2 separate regions of the Gossypium hirsutum genome follow, and region 1 is linked to region 2. A link is a contact called in public Hi-C data. All regions are on one chromosome and are shown on one strand. Each heading gives the region's core, a stretch centred on a gene start, on an enhancer-like site or on the middle of the called end of the contact. The rest is flanking DNA. Distances are from core to core; before and after follow the strand shown. Region 1 has its middle 19 kb from the start of LOC121222539. Region 2 holds the start of LOC107915879 (ubiquitin-conjugating enzyme E2 8).

Evidence for each region. Hi-C and Micro-C count contacts between places; a contact is called where the count stands out from the background.
Region 1: a Hi-C map of leaf shows a contact between it and region 2, with 1.7 times the contacts expected there. The contact joins the enhancer-like site here to the promoter of LOC107915879 in region 2. A contact is called at or near these places in 3 of 34 Hi-C or Micro-C datasets (callus and leaf).

What each region holds. Positions count from the first base shown.
Region 1 is chrD10:61,376,788-61,380,900 of Gossypium_hirsutum_v2.1, forward strand. It overlaps the pseudogene LOC121222540. Among protein-coding and RNA genes, the nearest start is that of LOC121222539, 19 kb to the left of the region's middle. Within about 2 kb of position 1,869, at least 7 of the 9 cell types and tissues checked have an H3K27ac peak or open chromatin away from gene starts, as enhancers often do. A contact at or near this core is called in leaf, where this site is marked.
Region 2 is chrD10:61,269,952-61,273,907 of Gossypium_hirsutum_v2.1, forward strand. It overlaps LOC107915879 (ubiquitin-conjugating enzyme E2 8), which reads left to right and starts at 2,254. Exons shown (of 8, transcript XM_016845072.2): 1 at 2,254-2,435; 2 at 2,734-2,861; 3 at 3,138-3,242; 4 at 3,748-3,885. The coding sequence starts at 2,366.

The sequences.
Region 1 (4,113 bases), core at 619-3,118, 110 kb after region 2:
ATTGAGCTAATAAAAATGTGAGATTTGGTAGAAGGAGGAGGATTTTGAGAATGGGGGTTTGTTGGATTTTGTGATTCTATAGTTTATATAATTTGAAAACAATTGTAACGGTAAGGGTGCAATTGACCAAAAAGAAAAGCAATTAACCCTATAATTTATTACGTTGCGTATTCCAAGGCTTGAGTTGACAACTCATTTATATGATTCATAGAAAAAGGAAAAAAAGGACAAAGAGGGAAACAACGATGTAGGGAAGACCAGGACAGCTCTCGAATCCCGACGCATTTGAAATGATTAAGGGGTAATCTAGATTGTACGGGGACAACCCTCTCATTTTAATTAGGGTAAATTATATAATATTATTAAATTATTAATAAATTTATGTTTTAATTACTCAATTTAAAAAAGTTACAAAAGTAATCATTAAATTATTCAAAAAAATTTATTTAAGTTATTGGGCTGATAAAATTAATGATATATGACATTTCCTGTTCGCACCGTCTTTACCAATCAAAAGCTCTTCTTCTATTTTTCTTCTATGATTAAGTTTTTTTTATGAAACAATTTTAAACGTCACGAATCTATAAAATAAAATCTAAAAAGTTTTCTTATCTAATTTCCGTCACTAACCATCAAATTGACTTGAATCTAAGGTATCTGTTCTTCTACTCATTAATAGGTACTAATCGGTAATATCAATAATTGAATTGTTATTTAAAACTTGTTAGTTAATTTTTTTTAAATTTAACAACTTATTAACTTAAATAAAAAATTTTAAATAATTTAATGACTATTCTATAATTTTTTTTTAAAATTGAGTGATTAAAACATAAATTTACTAATAATTTAATCACTTATTCATATAATAAATGAGGAAATGGTCCCTAGACAAAAGAGGAAATGAGAAAAGGTGGTCCCTAGACTTTCTCATCATGTTTTTCCTTGAAAAGCTTGAAATTTTTTTTCCTCAATAATTATTTATTGAATGTAAACTTAATTAGTTAAAATATTTTTAATCAAATTAAATACCTAATTTTATTTCGGTAACCAATATTAATCTCTACCATTACATCCGCTAAAACAAATCTTGCAATCAATTAAGAAACGACACAGCGGTGGAGCTAGCAACCTAAAATGGAAATTTTTTTTCATTTAGATTGTTTATAATTTATAAAATTTTAAATTAGTAATAATAAAATTATAATTTGATCTCCTAAAAATAATAAAAATTTAATTTAATCTTTAAAAATTATTAAGATATATATTATTAAAATGATAAAATTATATTTTTACTACAATTTAATTTCGGTCCCCAAAAAAATTTCTGACTCCGCCGATGCATATCATTAAAAAATCTAAATTACTAAATTGTAATTAATTTTAAATAAAGTATAAATATATATATATATATATATAAGAAAACCCTTTCCCTCCAGCTCCAAAAAAGGAAATATTTTTTCCTGACTGCTTTGTTGTCTTTTTGTTTTGTTTGAGTGGTGGGATGAATTGTCGGTTTCTTCACCATGTCCATATCTATATTTGTGTGGAAATCATTTCTAGCGTGCTAAAAATGAATGGTTCAGCAGGACAAATATCAGAAAAAGAACAAATCTCTCCATAGAAAAAGGTAGATATCATTCACTGATGAACATTATAGTGAATACAAGGAGAGAGGAGGAGGAGATTTTTATTTTATTTAATATTAATATATATTATTTATTTAATTATTGAAATAGTATATATATATATATTTTGAGATAATCAGCTGGATTTTATCCATTTATTCAAAAATAAAGTCCGGCTATACAGTCAAAGTGAGCCATCCCAATAGGCCCAATAACCCAGCAGAAAAAAGCTTGCTCTAGAAGCATCCAGGACGCCAACCCAGGAAATTAGTTCAGCACGATTCATTAATTAATCATTCCTTTTCTAGAGTTTTGAAAAGCCTTTCGTCTTCTTTCGCTCTTCTGTTCTCCAATCTCTCTCGCTCTCCCTAGATTACCTTATCGGAACAAAGAAATTTAGGTTTAGTGTGGATGGGCGGTGTGTTTAGCTCCGGTGAGATTAAAAACAACGGTAGCTGTGAGATTAGTTACTGTAGCAGTGAGATTAGAAACAGCGGTGGAGTGTGTGTTTGGATTCAAACGTAATTGTAGCGGTGATGTGAGAATAGAAAATGACTTTTAATGATATTAGATTATAATTGATATATATCAAAAGTTTTTTAAATTATTTTACTTTTATAAAATTATTAAAATATTTGAATTTATAAATTCATTTAATAAAATATTAAAATGTATCTTTTAATATTCTATTTATTATCCTATAATTTATCATATTTGTATTTATTTAAATAATAGTTATAACATTAAAATATTAAAATATCTTATTTTCACACCCATATGAAAAATAAAATGGTAAAAATATTACCCACTGACGTTTCTTTTTGTTTACTGGTGTTTTAACACTCCAGTCTAAAATTTTCTCACCAGTGTGTAGATTTTCACTGGCCAAATTTGAATGTTATCCAAACAGCTATACGTGGTGCGATTGCACCAAAATCAAGGGTAAACGTGCTGCACTGGTAGTAACTGGGCATCCAAAGGAGCCCTTAGTCTGACAACACCGCCACTCGTCGGTCTCTTTTCACCGCCTCTTCTGCATATCCAGGTACCCCATTTCTCATAAATCTTTGTTCCCCATTCTTGAAACCTTTTGTAGCTAACAAATGAGCGACTTAGTTCATCAATCGGTGGCCATACTTGAACATACAGGTTTGGAAACCTTTGCTTAGACACTGACCATCTTTAATGTATTCATAAATTTCCGATTTATCCTCCCCTCCCTTTTGCAGTTTTTTGACAACTAAAAGAGTTTCTCCTTCAACCTCCACAGCCGTGAACTCTAAATCTAAATCCAAACCCAGTTAAAGTCCCTGAATACATGCAAGAGCCTCCGCCACAAATATTGTAGCTGCGTTTTCGTTTAACACAATCATTGTCTAAATTTTAAGTCTGAGTAAAGGTTTGAATAGTTTTATAGACGTTACTTTATATATTTTCATAAATTATATAACAAAAGTAAGTAAAATAAAACAAGAAGTAAATAATTTAAGAGATCTTACAAAATTAGATTTGAACAAAAAATTTAAAAAAATATTATCTAATGTTAATAAAAAATTAAAACAATTTTTTATTGATAAAAATATAGAACAAGAGGTAAATTTAACTTTTATATAATAAAAATAGTAATATAATATTAACTTTGTCTGAAAAAAAAACTTTTTCAGAAACATTATTTTCTACTAATAAAAGAAATAAAATATAAAAGAAATAAAAAAACTTGAAAAACAGAAAAGAAAATATAATTATCAACAAAAATATAATTTTTAATCCTATAAACAACTTATAGAACATTGGAAGTATAAATTTACTAAGAGTTCCGATAAAAATGAAAGAGTTTAATATTTAAAACTAATAAAATGACTTTATGAAAAACATAAAGATTCATTTACTTTATTTAACTATCATTATATGTTAAACTATTACACTACAGACAATAGTAATTCTAGTGATTTTGATAATTCTATAAATCTAAAAGACCTAAAAGTTACAAGTTATGAATCTGATGAAGAAAATACTTCAACAGATGAAGAAGAAAATATAGAAATACTAGAACCTATGGATACTGATCAAACATATCCTTATGGAAAAAGAAAAATAGAGTCAGATCTTCAAAATGATGATTATTTAAGATCTTTTAATAAAGATTTTGAAAAAAGTTGAAAATACAACTAGAATTTTTTATAATAAAACAGAAAATATAGCTACAATTGAAATAAAAATTGAAAATCTAGGAGAATCATCTACTCAACCAGTTTCACATTGAATAGAAGAGTTAAATAAAAGAAATGTTGCTGAAGGAGGAATATATTTAGATTTAACTAATATTTCTATAGCAGACTATGAAAAAATCATAAATGACTGGGCACAATTTATGACTATTGTTGTAAACAACAACAATATGTGGTCAAAAGAAAATTTTTTAAACTATTTTGTTGGAACATTTCAAGGAGATGTTTTACAATTTCTAAGAAGATGGTAAGAATTTGAT
Region 2 (3,956 bases), core at 1,004-3,503:
AGTCACAAAGAAGCCGCTCAATTCAGACATCGTTCTTTCCTTTACTACGACCAGCTTACTACCATATACGCAAGAGATCGAGCAACTGGGAAAGATGCTCAAACAGCTGCTGATGTTCTTGAAGAAATAAATGCTGAGGGTGTACCTACTACAGGTATGGATGAAGAAAGAAACTCACTCTATGACTGCGAAGCTGACGTCTCTTTGGATGACATGGATGTTTCTGCTGACGAGATAGAGACCAAGGGGGTTCCTCATCTTCAAACAAGAGAAAGAAGAAATCTGATGCTCGAGATAATATGTCTTCTTCATTTGATGAGGCTGCCACTTTATTGGCCGAAAACATCAAGGCCGTTGGCGATCAAATCAGTAGGAGTATTGCCTCCGATGTGGTAGTTCAATAGAATTCAGAAGAATTCCAGATCATCCAAGAGAAAGCTACAAATTTATATTCAACCTTATGGGAAATTGAAGGTTTAACCGACGATGAGCGTTATCAAGCTTTAAGTAAAATTCCAGATCATCCAACTCAAATGCTCGTTTTCTTTAGTTTACCTTCTGTTGCGCGATTGGAATGGGTCAGAAGATTTCTTTCTGACCATTAAAAATCAATGTTCAAACTTTTTGATGTTGTAAAACTATATAACATATGGATTATGATGTAGAATTTAATTTTCATCTAACCTTTTCTTAATATAAGTTAATTATGTTTATGCAGAATATAATTCTCAAGTTATATTTTGTTTTTAGTAAATTAATATAAGAACATTTTATTATTAAATTTTATTTAATATTAATTATTTTAATTGTATAAATTCATATAAGAAAATTTATTATCAAGAATTTTATGAAATTATATATCATTATTAAAGTATATTTAATATTAATTATTTTAAATTATATAAATTCATATAAGAAAATTTATTATTACGAATTTTATGAAATTATATATTATTATTAAATTATATTTAATAATAATTATTTTAAATTATACAAATTCATATAAGAAAATTTATTAGTTATAATTATTTTAAATTTTATTAAATCATATATTTTAATTAAAATATATTTAAATTTAATTATTTCAAATTATATTTTATAGTATCATATATTATGATTTGAGTAAATTCATATAAGAATTTTGATTATTAAGAATTTTATTAAATTATATATTTTAATTAAAATATATTTAATAATAATTATGTTAAATTATCTTTTATAGTATCATATATTATGATTTGAGTAAATTCATACAAGAATATTAATTATTAAGAATTTTATTAAATTATATATTTTAATTATAATATATTTAATAATAATTATGTTAAATTATATTTTATAGTATCATATATTATGATTTGAGTAAATTCATAAAAGAATTTTGATTATTAAGAATTTTATTAAATTATATATTTTAATTAAAATATATTTCATAATAATTATGTTAAATTATCTTTTATAGTATCATATATTATGATTTGAGTACATTCATATAAGAATATTAATTATTAAGAATTTTATTAAATTATATATTTTAATTATAATATATTTAATAATAATTATGTTAAATTATATTTTATAGTATCATATATTATTATTTGAGTAAATTCATATAAGAATATTGATTAGTAAGAATTTTATTAAATTATATATTTCAATTATAATATATTTAATAATAATTATGTTTAAATATGATTAAATTATTTATTATTGATATTAATAATCTTATTAAAATTTAAATAACAATAACAATAATCATTTACCCAAACAAATTTATGCTAAGGGTATTCTAGTCATTTTAGTTTTTTCTATTATGCTATTACACCTCTATTCCATTCAACCAAACACAGGAATACTATTACGCCTCTATTCCATTACATTCAACCAAACAATTGATTTACTATTACGCCTCTATTCCACTACAGCGAACCAAACGTGCTGTTAGAGTTTACAAATATTTTATTTTATCATCGTTTCAAAAGCTTTATAATTTTATAAATAGGGAAAAAAATAATATACTCAAGAAAGGGCAAGTAAACTTATTTTATTTTGTCAACAAACTTTTAACCTAATGGCAAAAATATATTATTAAAAGTCAAGCATTCCATTTCTTATTCTTAATTAAGATTTATAAAAAATATATATATTATGGTCCTGTGGGGTCCACCAAAACAATAATTTAGAACTTAAGAAAGACCCTGATCGTCCATATTCTTTTTTAATTATAAAGCCTATCTGGCAAAAAAAAAAGGGGGGGGTTAGGAAGTCAACACTTTTGTTCTGGAACCTCACTTTAAAAACAAATACAGTGCAACACCTTGATTGACGCTAAAGGTGATCAATCTAGCTTGGGATTTTAGGTGTGATGGCTTCAAAGCGGATCTTGAAGGAGCTCAAGGATCTCCAAAAAGATCCTCCTAACTTTTGCAGCTTAGGTTCCATTCCTTCTCTCCTCTTTACCTATTTCCTTTTGTTACAGTTACAGCTGATAGGAAGTCAATGGAATTAATAATGCTATAGATGTAAATGAAGTTGATAGCAAATGGTTAGCATGTTTCGCAAAAAGAGAATATTTCTGGGTATTAGCTTGGGTGGATGTAAGAATTCATCATTGCACCATTATTTCTGTTAAATATGTGCTAAAATTGTTTAGGACTGCAACATGATATATTTTCTCATTGCACTACCATCTAACACTTGTTTTACCTTTTTTATTATTGATGGCATGATAAGCTCCTGAGAATGAAGAAATCTTCATTTGGCAAGCAACTATGCCGGGTCCTCTGAACACTCCATATGAAGGTGGAAAGTTTGAACTCAGAATTCATTTCCCTCCGGACTATCCATTTAAACCACCCAAGGTGCTTCATAATGTTGATGTTAATATATACTGAGGATAGAATAGCATCAAATTTATTTTCGAAGAGAAATTTATTGTAACCAGAGGAGTATGGACCTTCAATGCTGAGCTAGACTGTGCTAAATCTTGAAGTTACATAGTAAATAATAGGACAACGTTATTTCATGATTTTCCAACCTTATAACATATTAATGACCCCCCAACTTGTAGTTTTGTTCACCTAACCTCTCTTTTTCTTCTTTTATCTTCTTTTTCGATTCTTTTTCCTTCCATTTAGGTTGCTTTCAGGAGCAAGATCTTTCACCCTAATATTAACAAGAATGGTAGCATTGGCATTGATATTTTGAAGGATAAGTGGACCCCCGCCCTCACCATATCCAAGGTTATAATTTGCTCAAACCTCCTAACTGCATCCAAGTAAATGTATATTTCAGTTTGAAAATTACATTTCCCTGTTATGCTATTTCTCAACCATTCTTTGTCAAAAACTAGATTATGAGATGCCCATGGGTGAAAGAAAATAAATTATATAAAATCAATCCCAACCCACACCTAAAACTAAATGAATCTCTAATCATTTTCAGACTAATTTAAAAGTTGTATAGTTTGAGTTATTTAAATTTTTTTTAAAAATATAAAATTATTGAAAGGCATTAATGCTTTTATAATAAAATTTATTGTTTTTTAAATTGAATTGGTATTTAATTAATTAGAACTATTCTATTAAAATGAATTTTACATCAAGCCATTGGTCAAATAGGTTTCATAATGGATCATTAATGTCATTTTGAATCTAGTCACTGTCACCCCGGTTAAACTTTATCTTTATTTGGTTAACTGGTATTTAGATGCGGAGAAGTGTAATTTTATTTGTTTTGACTCTATAGGTGCTGCTGTCAATCTACTCAATCTTAGGGGATCCAATGCTCGATGACCCATATGAAGAGAACATTGCCAACATGTACAAGACGGATAGGAGCCAATACGAGAAAGTTGCTCGGAACTGGACGCAGAAGTATGCTATGGTAAGCTAAAATGTTATATTTACAAAAATGAAATTTATGTTATAATTGTGTGGGTCAAGCAGGATAAAGAC